Linked DNA regions of Mus musculus: regions 2, 3 and 4 are each linked to region 1. The links are chromatin contacts, called in public HiChIP or PLAC-seq maps. All regions are on one chromosome and are shown on one strand. Each heading gives the region's core, a stretch centred on a gene start, on an enhancer-like site or on the middle of the called end of the contact. The rest is flanking DNA. Distances are from core to core; before and after follow the strand shown. Region 1 has its middle 7.0 kb from the start of Gm31496. Region 2 has its middle 8.4 kb from the start of Itih2. Region 3 holds the start of Kin (Kin17 DNA and RNA binding protein). Region 4 overlaps Itih2 (inter-alpha trypsin inhibitor, heavy chain 2).

Region 1 (2,965 bases), core at 42-2,541:
CCCCTCTGCTTTGTATGTTTGCTACTACAGCAGACTTTGCTGTCCCGACCTTTCAAACCTGTTCCTGAGCTGTTCGTGAGACACTGCAAAGCCTCAGCTAAGGGATGTGGCCATGTTGCCCTCTGTAGAAACTGACCCTGCTTTCCTCACCCTCGGGGCCACACGCTTGTGGGACAGAGTCAAGCATAGTCCCAGGAAGGGCAAAGAGCATCACTGTGACAGAAACTAGGTTGAGCTGTCATTGGTTCAAGGACTGCTTTTAAATCCCCAGCGCCTCGTGTCCTTTGTCTTGACTGGCTTTATGCTTAACATTGAAAGGAAATGAGTTGAGGGGAGAGTCACTGTCCCCACCACCTCCCCCAGAGACACCAATATTGACTAAGACTAAAACAGCAAACAGTATCAGATAACCTACTAAAATAAAGCAGGGAAAGCCATTATGCTTTTCCTTTATTGATCCCATTCCTGCTGTCTACATGGGGGGACGGGGGATAAACACAATGTACATTGTTGAAGCTGGAACTCTCTAAGGCCACAACAACATGTTGTTAAAAAGCAATACATTTATCAGTGCATGGGAAACAAGCCATTACACAGAGCTGGGCCCCTGTTGAATAGTGTAGTGATGTGCTTAACACCCAACGGACAATGCTGAGTGGGACAACGACATAGGCATAGTAAAAGCACATTTAAGAAATTATCGAGCAGGCCTCTTCTGAATGGCTAAAGTAGGCGCTTTTGTTGTTTGACCTTGTATAAGTTCTGATACATCTTTATAACAGGAATATCTTTAAATAGATACTGACAATACAGTCCATGCTAGTTTTCTGTATGAAGTTCATGAAATATTGGTCAGTCGACGAGTGGAATCTGTTAGGATAACACTTGGTGTTGATGTCTTTAATTCTGGTTGTTCTGCGGATTGATAAATCATGACTGCATAGAAAGCAATCGTCAGGCTGGAGATGTGGCTCAGTTAGCAGAATTCTTAGCCACATTTTACTCATACCTGGTTTGGGTAGATATGATCAGGCAGGCACTTGGCTAACAAACGGACCAGATAGATGACGACATATAAGCTCAGCTTTGATTTTGACTCAGGTATTGTCAACAAGTGTTCACATCTGTTCTTCCTGTCGGCCAGGTACTGTGTAAGAACATGGCACGAAGGAGAACAGAAAAATTAGGGAAGATCTCTTTAGTCTGCTGTAGAAAACACTGCTTGCAAGTATCTCAGCTTCTCTTCCTGTAGCAAGAGGGTCAAGGCAGTGCACGTGGCTGCCCACAACGCCCCCTCGTGGCTAGTTCTCATAAATGAAACACAGGGAAAAACAACTCAAAATTCTGATGGCGATTATGAGTGTAAAATATTTTATGGGTCTGATCGGGATTAGATGAAAACAAATGAAAATTAAATTATCCATTTTAATTTTGTTTCAGTCTATTTAATGGAATAATGGAATTACAAGATTTCCTCTTTTACTTAATATTCTGTGATCCAATTTGTAAAATGTGAAGTGAGAAGAGGGAAAAATATGATTTTAGTTTTAGTTCAGTGTCATTATTACTAATTTCTTCACAGTTCCGTTTCCAAACCATTTTAAAACTCAAGTTTAGAGTACTGCACTGGTCACTTTCCTTGCTGCTGTGACAATAGCTAAGGCAGGCAGACAGGCTGGCTGGCTGGCTGGCTCAAGGAAAGGCTTCTCTCAGCTCCCAGCCCCCAGCTCCCAGCTCTAGGGCACCGGTCCCTGGGAGTTTACGGAGCTTATGGCGCATCAGCACAGCAGCTGGTCACATGGCTCTAGTTAAGGAAGGGCGGGCTTCTCCCAGCTCTCAGCTCCAGGGCGCTGTCCCAGGGAGGTGATGGCGCAGGAGCACGCGGCAGCTGGTCACGTGGTGTCCACAGTGGGGACTCAGGAGAGACAATGCTGCTGTCTTTTGCCTTTTTTTGCTCTAAGAGCCCAGTTTAAGCAATGTTGGGGTGTGTCTTCTCCGTCTCAATCTCCCTAGTCTAGAAAATTCCTCCCGGCATACGCTTAGGTTTGTGTCCACATGACTCTAAATTCCAACAAGTTGACAAGATTAACGGGCATTATGAACATGAAAATATTAAAATGTAAAACCTAAATCAATATATCTATTAAAGCATGTTAAATTTCCTGTGGCCAATTCTCACATGAATTTTTCTAGACTTTCTCTTTTTTTAATTATTTATTTAATTTTTATTGTCTTTTTAACTACAGAAGAAAATGTCTTTCCATTAACTTGTCATTTTTCTAGGCTGTAAGGACGGCTGTATCCAGAGAAAACTAACTCGAACATTCTTTAGTCCACATTCCTGTTTTGCTGGTTCCTAGGCAGGAGTCTTGACTCTGAGGTACTGATGAAGTTGACCTTATTTGGTCACAGTGGAGTGGGGGGGGGGGGGTGGAGAAGGAGAAAAAGGAATGAGTCAGACGGCCCTTCTGGCAAGAGGGGTGGCCCTTTCCTTGGGTTTTTGATAATACCTATGGCTGTTGAAGAGGGGGGAGAAGCAGGGACCCAGAGTATAATGGAGAAGAAGTCTTGGCCAAGCTGTTTTCTGCTTAATCCTTATCTCAGGTCTGGTTCTACAGGGTTCTGCTGGCTCTGGGGACATCAGTTTTGCTTGAGGGGACAATCTGGCTTCATTGTGATGCAACGGCTTCCTGCAAAACTTGCTGAGATAATTTGAGGAGAGGTAACACAGAGACAAAAGCTGACCACAGGAGCCCTGAGTCTGGCAGGAAAATTACCAGAGCCTCCCTTAGGACAGGACAAGCAGAGGACAATTTTGAAGGACTTCCGGACACTGTCTCTTCTATAGACCACACTTAAAGCCTTAAAGCTTCTGTTACCCTATGTCTTACTGCTACAGAGTCAGGAACAGAGAGTGGTACTAGGCACGTCAGGGTCCATCAGAGGCCTGAGAGGCCGTGTCAAG
Region 2 (3,029 bases), core at 158-2,657, 160 kb before region 1:
TAAAGGAGAGCTGGGAGGAAGAGAGGTGGCCTTCCTCAGAGAAGAGCACAGCAACTGGGTGTCCAGTACCAAATGGACAGCCCTAAAAACATACATAAAAGCAACGTTGTAGGACTGAGCAGGTTATAGTTAGGAACATGCACATATATGTGCACACACATATGTGCACACACATCACACAGTAACAACTAATGAAAAAAGAAGCCATGGATTTGAAGGAGTGGGAAGGGGTATATGGGAGGGTTTGGAGGGAGAATGGGGAAGTAAAATTATAGTTGTGTTATAATCTCAAGATAAATATAAATAAAATGAATAGCCAAAGGGGAGACCATTTGGGGAGGGAGGAGAGAGTCAAGTGAATAGGAGGGAGGTTGATGGGGAGGGGGCAAGAGTAAATATGAATAAAGTATAAGGATATGCATATATGACATGTCACAAGGAAACATAATAATTACTAACAATAAGTACTACTGGGCAAGCATGTGAACCGGAGTCAGAGCTCAGAACCCACAGAAAAGGCAGAAAGTGGCTGTGCAGGCTCCTGTAATCCTAGAACTGGGGACAGAACAGGCAGATTCCTGAAACCCATTGTCCAGCTAGCTTAGCCAACTCAGTGAGCTTTAATCTCACAGCAAGTGAGCAGAGAATAATGGGAGGAAGCTCGACCTCGGGCCTCTGTACATAGGACCACATACAAACTGTGTTTGAAGCATACAGGATAGAATTAAGAGAAATAAAGAGATGGGCAACCCAGCAAAGATGGCTTAATGTCAGTCAACAGTTTATTTGGCTTGTTTCCTTGCAATACAACATCAAACTGAAAAGAGTAAAGCGTGCAATGGGGATATAAACCCAAAGAAAGACAGAGCCAGCAAGGCTGTGCTAAAGGAATTTAATGATTCATTTCTCAGACCAATTCCTCTGCTCTACTGAAAGTTCTGAGTAGAAAGAGATTCTAACTTATAACTATTAGATCATCGCAATATTCAAAAAGAACTTGGGGTCTATAAATTACAACAAGTTGGCGAGCTTGAGTCTTCTTTGAAAAAATATATAAGAAACAATCTAAAGATGCTTGGTGACTCAAAAAAGAAAGAATTCAAGGTGGGTGTGTGAGCATTTGTGTGTGTGTGTGTGTGTGTGTGTGTGTGTGTGTGTGTGTGTGTGTGTATGTGTAATTTGCCTGAGGCTCACTTGATATGGAGTGGAGATGAAGCTGGAAGCTCACGGGGCAAAAAGGATCAGTATGGGGTTGTTTTTGTTTCTATCATTGTAAAAAAATAGTGATGATTCTTCAGGGGAAAAGCTTTACCTTGTCTTACAGTTTCAGAGATTTGGATCCATGGTTGATTGGCTCCATTGTTCTTTGACTCATGGCGAGGCAATGTGTCTTGGTGGGAGCCTGAGGCAAAGGAAAATGGTACTGTCAGCCAGAAGATGGGGGTAGGGCAATGTCACTGCATACCTTTCAAAGGCATTGCAACCTGATGATTAATCTTTATTGTTAACTTGAGGGAATTTAGAAGACAAAATTCTAGATTTGTTTATGAGGGCATTTCTATAGAGGTTAAGTGGGGTGGGAAGATCCACCTTGAATGAGGGCAATGCTATTCCACGGACTGGAGTCTCTGACTGAGGATAAAGCAGAAAGCAGGCGTGTATTCAGCATTCGTCTCTCTCTGCTTTGTGTCTATAGAAGCAATGTGAACAGCTGCATCTCCTTTCTGCTGCTAAGCCTTCTCTACCATGATGAACTGTGTTCCCTTCAAACTGTGAGCCAGGTAAGTCTTTCCTCTGCTAAGTCTCTTTGTCACATCCTATGTTTCAGAAGTGAGTAACCAATACATACAATGACCTAAACTCCTCCCCTCAAAACACTCCTATAAACATTCCACCTCCTCCAAATCATGCCAAAAAATTCAACCCACAGGTCTTTGTCTGATGTTCTAGACTCCGACTATAGGGTGGAAGGTACAGCTTAGTAGCAGAATGCTGCCTAGCATACTGCAGGCCCTGTGTCTCATTCTTGGTACTAAAACCAAGTAAACATACACACAAACTATTTAATCATGGTCAGTAGAGCAAAGAAGGGAGAAGAGGACAGTCTGGGCCCCAAGTTCAGGAAGAAGACAGAAGGGGATCTAGGAAAGCAAGCCAAGCAAGAGAGTTCTTTCAAGATGTGCTTAAGGGTGAAGAAGGAGAGGAATCAAAGATTTTCAGAGGGAATTGCAGTTGGGGTTACACTGAAGCCAGAGCTGTGGCCTCTTTTTGGTCAGGCCCTCAGAGGCAAAGTAATTTGTCAATAGACAAATTTATGAGTTGTCACACATAACTCATAAACTCTGCTGTTACATCATAGACAAATCCTCCTGACTATGGAACTTACAAATAATACGGGGAGATTTGCTGCCCAAATAACTAGTGCTTGACATTACATTGAAGTAATTTTATATCACTTTACTATGATGTTTTTAAGATAAAGACACAGGTTTGTCATAGTACAGATTTAATTTAAAAATGTTTCTTATGGGTGATATAAGAGAAAATGCAATGAATTTTCATCTGGTTAACTATAGGGCCAGTTGTTTCAAGAAGTCTAACCAGGAGAATAGAATGACGGCTTGAGAGATAGCTCAGTTGGTAAACTATTCGCCTTGTAAGCACAATGAACTGGTTCTTATAATAACAGTGCTGGGAAAGGAGAGGCAGGAATGTCTCTGGAACTCCATGTCCAGAGAGTCTAGTGTAATCGATGAGCTCTGGGCCAACAGCAGACTGTCTCCAAGGAAATGGACAGTGTTCCCAAGGAGGACATTGAAGGCTGGTGGAACAAAGATTTTAAAACTATATCCTGAGCATATAATCTGAACACACAGTTCAATAAGGCAAAGCTGGAGAGGGTATGGCTACCATCCAAGTATGAAGCTGGAGAGGAGGTTATTAAGAACTTACTACCGATGGAGACTCCATGCCAGAAAGGAGGACAGAGTCTGAATCCAGGGAACGAAATCAAAGGTTGGAAGAAGCCG
Region 3 (2,992 bases), core at 430-2,929, 220 kb before region 1:
CAAAGACCCTTCACATCTTATCACCTAAGAAGTGCCAACTGGTGCAGGGCAGGCACTCCACAAATATCTACTGGCTGAAGGAGACACAACTGAGAATGCAACTGTTATTGACCTCCATATAAGTAACTCAAGCTGACTTCCAAGGTTAATCTAACAACATCTGAACGAACACACACACACACACACACACACACACACACACACATTCTCTGGAACTCCTTTTGCAGACTAGGCTGGCCCAGAACTCAGACACCCACCTGCCTCTGCATCCTGAGTTGCTGAGATCAAAGGTGTGCACCACCAACATTCTTCCAATACATAGTTCATATCTATCGTATTTAATTGCCTCACTACTTTGGAGTCTTAGCATATTGCTACAAATTCTTTGCTTAATGAAAGAACTATTTCAACTAGTTCTTGGCAGTTCTCTAACCTAGGTTACAAAACCCTAGTTCAGTGCTGGAGCGCCTTAATAATCCTCTGTACCATAAAAACAAGGAACCACTAAAACACTGTCCACAGTTAACAATCTCCTTAGCACCAGTTCTTCTAGCAGTCTAGCTTCAAAGTAGTTCATGTTATTATACAACGTCACCCATAAGTCACGTTTTACCTGACCTTCCCTGGGCATTCTAATATACAACTATTTTATTTTGCACAGAGGATTAGTATTTAAAGTCGCCCAACCTTATGGTATCCCTTTATCAAATGGAGGCTAACAAATGTAACTGTATTAAGGCCTCCTCCTCCTACCGAGGGACCTTGGGACAGTTTTATGACCTTGCAGAGATTGTACTTCAACACGAGGGCATGATGACAATGGCAATGTCTTTCTCTTCCTCATCGGCAGATTTTTTTAAACCCCTTTAGCACCAAGGCGACCAGCAGGTTCAGGCGGGGGCTGATTTTGAGTTCCTTCGTTTCTCCAGTACCCAGCAAAGAGTCGGATGGCTACACAGTGAATGCCTTACCAAAGAGCTCAAGCAAGCCATCACACCTTAAAGGGTCACGCTGCTCCCCCGTGCAGTGTTTCACAGGGCTTCAAAGCCAAAAGTTACAACCAAACGTTCCCCGGTCGCCCCTTCACCTTCAGGGCCTTTCTAAAGACTTTGCAAGCTGTGCTCCCGGGTACGGAGCGGAAGTACGGAGTTGATCGAAACCCAGATGGCTCCAAAGCTCAACCCGAATCCCGTCCGGGTCCCGAGGTCCCGGATGGCCGTTCCAGTCTCAGGGGATCAGACCGTGACCTTGTTCTCTTTGACCCCTACCAGGGGTCCGGCACGCAACCTTCCAGCTCTGCAGACATCCCCGCGGCCTGAGCTGGGGCCTTCTTCCGCCAGGAGTGAGCATGCAGCTCCATCCCTCCTGCCTCGCAGCAAGCCCGAGCCCCCGCATCCCTCCCGATGTGGTCCTACCATTGCGGCTGCACGGCGCAGGCCGACAGCCCGACAACGCTCGCCCGCGAGAACATGGTGGAGCCTTGAAGGTCGGGCAGACGGGACTCAGTGCGCGTGCGCGGGAGCTCAGGCGCCCCGGCCCGCTCCGCCTGCGTCCTCGGTCTCGCTAAATCTCGTGAGCGCCGAAGCCGCGAGTTCCCTGGCCCCACCCATTTCCTGCTGTCAATTTCGGTCCCGCCTGTCCCCGCGCTGAGCCAGTTCCGCTTCCGACCGCTTTGTAGTTGTAGCGCTCAGGGTCGCCATGGGCAAGTCGGATTTTCTGAGCCCCAAGGCCATCGCCAATAGAATTAAGTCCAAAGGGCTCCAGAAGCTTCGCTGGTACTGCCAGATGTGCCAAAAGCAATGCCGCGACGAGGTAAGTGACTCAGGCTGGCCGCGACCCCTCCCTCGGCTTGGAGCCCTCTCCGGCGCAGTCTTCCCCAGCTCGGCGCGAAGCCCTCCAGCTCCACGAGAAGTGGTCGCAGACAAGCACTCACTGATCGCTTACAATCGCTAGGCTGAGCACTGAGGTTTTACATTTAGACTTCCCTGGTGGGGTCGGTCGGTCAAGACGAGGAACTCAAGTTGCTCCGCTTAATAGTGACATGGGCTTGGCCACTACTGGTAAAGTAGAGGTAATAGTTGTACCCACCGGCAAGATTGTCGCCGAGTTTTTTCATGGAGAGAAGAACTCTCCATGACATAAATGCTTCATTCCCGACTTGCTACTGCTATCCTATAGTTTCAGTATGTGGGTTCCCAAAGGTACAGGCGTGCAGTCCATCGCACCTAGGAGTGACCGCTAAGTGTTTTTCCATATTTGCTTACATCATATAGTAAATTATATAAATATATGAATATCAGTATACCTTCACCCTTGAAGACTTAATTGTGTAATCAACATAACAAGTAATCGTATTATCTTTTCAATTAATGCCAAAATGCCACCAATATAACAGAACTAATAAAAATTCTTGTACATTATCTGATACATATTTTTGTTTTAGAGACAGTATCTCAGTATGTAACTTTGGCTGGTCTGGACCTCACCAGGCTGGCCAAAAAACGAGATAGACCTGCCTCTGCTTCCCAAGTGCTGGTTGATATCAGAGATATACACCACCCTACTTTATATTAATACTTTCTTGGTAGTCTTGTGGTGGCGATGGGGACCAGAGAGGTTGTTTATTAAGCAGTGCTACAAGTTTTGTTTAATGTCTTATGTATGCCTGGCAAATGCTCTACCACTGAGCCCTCATGCACTGCGTCATATTTCTGTTATCTTATTTTGGTGTATGTGTTTATGCATGTGTGCATGCTGCACCAAACAGATACATCCATACGGAGATCAAAGGGCCACATGTAAATGGTTATTTCCTTCCAGCTTGAGGGTCCTGGGATTGAAGTCATGTTGTCACATCTGGCACCAAGCGCCTTTAGCCACTGAGCCATCTTACTGACCTTATGCCACCTTCTTAGTAAGTCATCACAGACTGAACCCAGTCCCACTGCCACTGACTGGATTGCAAAACTCTGTGCATGTTATTGTTTTTCTA
Region 4 (3,059 bases), core at 36-2,535, 200 kb before region 1:
GCATCATTCTCTATCACCATGGCAGTAAGCGGAGTCACGATGTGATGGTCTAGAGACATCTGCAGGATTGTTTTGGTGATTTTCCTTTTGATGGCAGCAGTAGGAGCCAGACTTCTGCATTCAGAGGGTAGATATTGAAGAACATCACCATATACCAGGGTGAACTTGGGCCCCAAACCTCTTTACTCCCCCTTCTGATAGTCACCCAACACCTGAGCACAGAGTGGGGATGCCTAAGACAAGAGAGAAACAGAACCAACTGGTTTCATGAGCCTCAGTAGTTTATCCAGCCATGTGGTCTCTAGTTTTTGAAATGGTGTTTTCTTGCTTTATGTATGCATGTCTGTATGCATGTATATATATATGTGCGTGAGTGCATGCACGCCTCTGTGTGTGTGTGTGTGTGTGTGTGTGAATGCACACATGTGCCCTAATGCCTGTGTGAAAGTCAGAGAACAACTTGTGTGGGTTGCTTCGCTCCTGCCATGGTGTAGGAGCTCAAGAACAGACTCAGGTGGACACGCCTTGCCACAAGCAGGTTCATCTGCTGAGCCACCTCACTGCCCCCAAGGGATCAGTTTTAAAGACTTTATCTTTCAGAATAGTTTTAGGTTCATGGTGAAATTGAGTGAAAGGTACTGAGAGTGTCTCCACGTACCCTACCGACCCGTAGCCTCCTGGATTACAGATGTCTTGTACAGATGTTCTTGTGTGCATGTGTGACCACAGGTGAAGCATATACAGGTGTATTGACATACAGGTAAGTGGCTTACACTGGCATTTGCGTGTATATCTCGTGAGTAGATACGACAGACCTATCGTTGCAGAAATGTTCCATTCTACACATTCCCTGAAATCCTAGAAACCACTGATCTTCCTACAGGGCTTTACAAACCAATATTTAATGTCCAGAGCAACTTCTTTATGCTTTTGAGTAGAGCCAATGTACTTCTGTCCAAGGGACAGGATTATTTCTTTCTTGCTTCAAAACCACAGCTTATAGCTACGTGTATTTTTTAAATAGAACCTTAATGACATCAGGAATCTTCTCTGGGAGTTCCGTTATATGATCGTCCTTATAATCTAGTTCAGTGACCTTGGTCCATCTTCCTGAGGATCCTACCCAGCAGGTCGGGTGAGAGCTTTGCAATGAGTTTTATCAACTATCCCCATGAGGCTCTGGTGCAAGTGTTTTTTTAATAACAGGATGTGATGTTAGGGCTTTGAAATGCAGCTCAGCTGAGAAGCCAGTGATGGCCTAAGTATCAAAGAGCCGTTCCTTGGGGGCATTGTAGCCACACAGTCAAATGCAAATGGACTATTGACATGCACAGCAACATGGCTGAACCTAACAGTCATCCGGCTGAGTGAAAGTCAGAAAGGGGTTGTATGGCTGTGTATGGTTTTAGCAACAGACAAAACCAATCAATGATGATACGAGGCAAAAGCAGTGGCTTCCTCTGGATGCAGTAAAGGAGAGCAAGGCGACCTTCAGTAGTTCTAGCATTTATAGCAGAATGGTCATAGATACAGGTGGTATAGAGATAGAGAGGATAGATACAAGTATAGGTATACATATACAGACAGATATAGATATCTTCAATGTATATGTGTATACATACATGTATATAAACCACATACTTCAAATCCATGCACTCCCAACGTCTCACATATGTTGCATTTAAATTTTAAACATTTTAACTTTTTAAAAATGTATACAGGCGTTTTGTCTGCATGTATGTTTCTGTGTACCACACATGTGCAGTGCCCACAGATACCAGACGATGGCACTACATTCCCTGAACTGAAGTTAGAGGTGCCACGTGGGTGCTGAGAGTTGCACCCAGTCCTCTGGAAGAGCAGACAGTTGCTGAGTTGTGTCTTCAGGCTCCTCGTTCCATTTTAATCAAAAAACAAGGACAAGGAGGAGGAGGAGGAGGAGGAGGAGGAGGAGGAGGAGGAGGAGGAGGAGGAGGAAGAGGAGGAGGAGGAAGAGGAGGAGGAGGAAGGAGAAAAGAGAAGAAGAAATAACTCAGCTTTCATTAGAGTGCTGTGAACAAGTCAGTAATAATCCAATCCCTCCATTAATTTGATACCTTTCTTGGTTCCAAATACTCCTTGTTCATGATTTCAAATGTCCCATTTGCTGTTTGGTTGGAAGTATGGGAATTGTACCCAGAGTCTTGTATGTTCTAGGCAAAGGCTTTCATGCTAAGCTACATCCCCATCCCTGACCTCAAATATTGTAGATAGACATTTCATGTTTATAAATTTTCATGGTGTACGCTCGTCTTGCCTTACCTCTCTGCTAGTAGTTGGTTGATGGTGAGATAGGCCCACAGCTTCTTGGTGAAGTCAGGGTCTGCATGCTTGTCCTTTGACAGAAACTCCTCCAAGTCATCCATCTGGCTCAGGGTTTCCAAGACCAATTCTGTGTTAGCCTGGACAATGGGAGCATCAGTTAAAGAACATCCAGGATCAGAATTACAGTCAACTCATCTGCTGTAAATGCACTTGGGGGTTATACAAGGAAGAGAGCCTTGACTGGATAGGCTTAGTGCACAAACTCCAGAGACTGGGCTTGGGTTTGGGTGAAAAAAATGAGGTTCTTAGAGAATGGTTGAAAAGATGGCAGAGATGCACCACGCCTTCTTTTTGAACTCTTGCTTCTGTTCTACGCAAGTGCTGGGGGAAGCAGAATGTTAGCTTGTTAACACAGAGACGGAGTGCACCAGGGGACCAGTTAGTATTTCTAGAATAAGCAGCGAAGCAAAAGTACCGAAGTTGCCGTGATGATGCTCTGGACTTCTGTCAGTTTGCTGGGATCAAATTTCCCTGCCACCACGATCTCAGAACCTCCGAAGTAGTTGTGGAAATTGTTTTGGGTGACATCTGTTACTGATGCCTGCGGGTAGTTAAACTGAACATTTCTGAGCAGTGGAGTAGAGACCTGGTTGTAAAATTTCTAGAAGTCATAGGAAAGGAAAAAAAAAAAAACCAACACAAACAGTTATTTTCATACCACTTTGTAGATCTAAAGTATTTCCCCCCTGAGGCTT

Evidence for each region. HiChIP or PLAC-seq counts read pairs in DNA pulled down with a chosen protein or histone mark.
Region 2: a contact with region 1 is called in an H3K27ac HiChIP or PLAC-seq map of trophoblast stem cells, with 4 times the contacts expected there. The contact joins two enhancer-like sites. A contact is called at or near these places in 18 of 39 promoter capture datasets (the 3T3-L1 cell line, 3T3-L1-derived adipocytes, the C10 cell line and 12 more), 3 of 15 datasets of contacts at CTCF or cohesin (CD8 T cells, the NIH/3T3 cell line and large pre-B cells), 40 of 484 Hi-C or Micro-C datasets (CD4 T cells, CD8 T cells, the CH12 cell line and 25 more), 8 of 115 datasets of contacts at active chromatin or transcription factors (PVALB interneurons, bone marrow-derived dendritic cells, craniofacial prominence and 5 more) and 4 of 9 other capture datasets (adipose tissue, embryonic stem cells, liver and 1 more).
Region 3: an H3K4me3 HiChIP or PLAC-seq map of embryonic stem cells shows a contact between it and region 1, with 33 read pairs. The contact joins the promoter of Kin here to the enhancer-like site in region 1. A contact is called at or near these places in 12 of 39 promoter capture datasets (3T3-L1-derived adipocytes, cranial neural crest, embryonic stem cells and 5 more), 38 of 484 Hi-C or Micro-C datasets (CD4 single positive thymocytes, CD8 T cells, the G1E-ER4 cell line and 29 more), 38 of 115 datasets of contacts at active chromatin or transcription factors (CD8 T cells, the NIH/3T3 cell line, the SCID.adh cell line and 24 more) and 2 of 9 other capture datasets (adipose tissue and liver).
Region 4: an H3K27ac HiChIP or PLAC-seq map of trophoblast stem cells shows a contact between it and region 1, with 6 times the contacts expected there. The contact joins two enhancer-like sites. A contact is called at or near these places in 1 of 39 promoter capture datasets (embryonic stem cells), 5 of 15 datasets of contacts at CTCF or cohesin (CD8 T cells, the NIH/3T3 cell line, embryonic stem cells and 1 more), 130 of 484 Hi-C or Micro-C datasets (the 63-12 cell line, 8-cell embryo, B cells and 81 more), 22 of 115 datasets of contacts at active chromatin or transcription factors (the 230-238 cell line, CD8 T cells, the NIH/3T3 cell line and 14 more) and 4 of 9 other capture datasets (adipose tissue, embryonic stem cells, macrophages and 1 more).

The regions. Positions count from the first base shown.
Region 1 is chr2:10,299,155-10,302,119 of GRCm38.p6, forward strand. No RefSeq gene overlaps it. Among named protein-coding and RNA genes, the nearest start is that of Gm31496, 7.0 kb to the right of the region's middle. Within about 2 kb of position 1,292, at least 63 of the 459 cell types and tissues checked have an H3K27ac peak or open chromatin away from gene starts, as enhancers often do. A contact at or near this core is called in cerebral cortex, craniofacial prominence, embryonic fibroblasts and 7 more, where this site is marked.
Region 2 is chr2:10,137,609-10,140,637 of GRCm38.p6, forward strand. No RefSeq gene overlaps it. Among named protein-coding and RNA genes, the nearest start is that of Itih2, 8.4 kb to the left of the region's middle. Within about 2 kb of position 1,408, at least 7 of the 459 cell types and tissues checked have an H3K27ac peak or open chromatin away from gene starts, as enhancers often do. A contact at or near this core is called in trophoblast stem cells, where this site is marked.
Region 3 is chr2:10,078,933-10,081,924 of GRCm38.p6, forward strand. It overlaps Kin (Kin17 DNA and RNA binding protein), which reads left to right and starts at 1,680. Exons shown (of 5, transcript NM_025280.2): 1 at 1,680-1,812. The coding sequence starts at 1,699. Atp5c1 (ATP synthase, H+ transporting, mitochondrial F1 complex, gamma polypeptide 1) reads right to left here and starts at 1,578. Exons shown (of 10, transcript NM_020615.4): 1 at 1,416-1,578. The coding sequence starts at 1,471.
Region 4 is chr2:10,102,841-10,105,899 of GRCm38.p6, forward strand. Itih2 (inter-alpha trypsin inhibitor, heavy chain 2) reads right to left here. Exons shown (of 21, transcript NM_010582.3): 13 at 2,780-2,965; 14 at 2,302-2,441; 15 at 1-114. Among named protein-coding and RNA genes, the nearest start is that of Kin, 24 kb to the left of the region's middle. Within about 2 kb of position 1,286, at least 1 of the 459 cell types and tissues checked has an H3K27ac peak or open chromatin away from gene starts, as enhancers often do. A contact at or near this core is called in trophoblast stem cells, where this site is marked.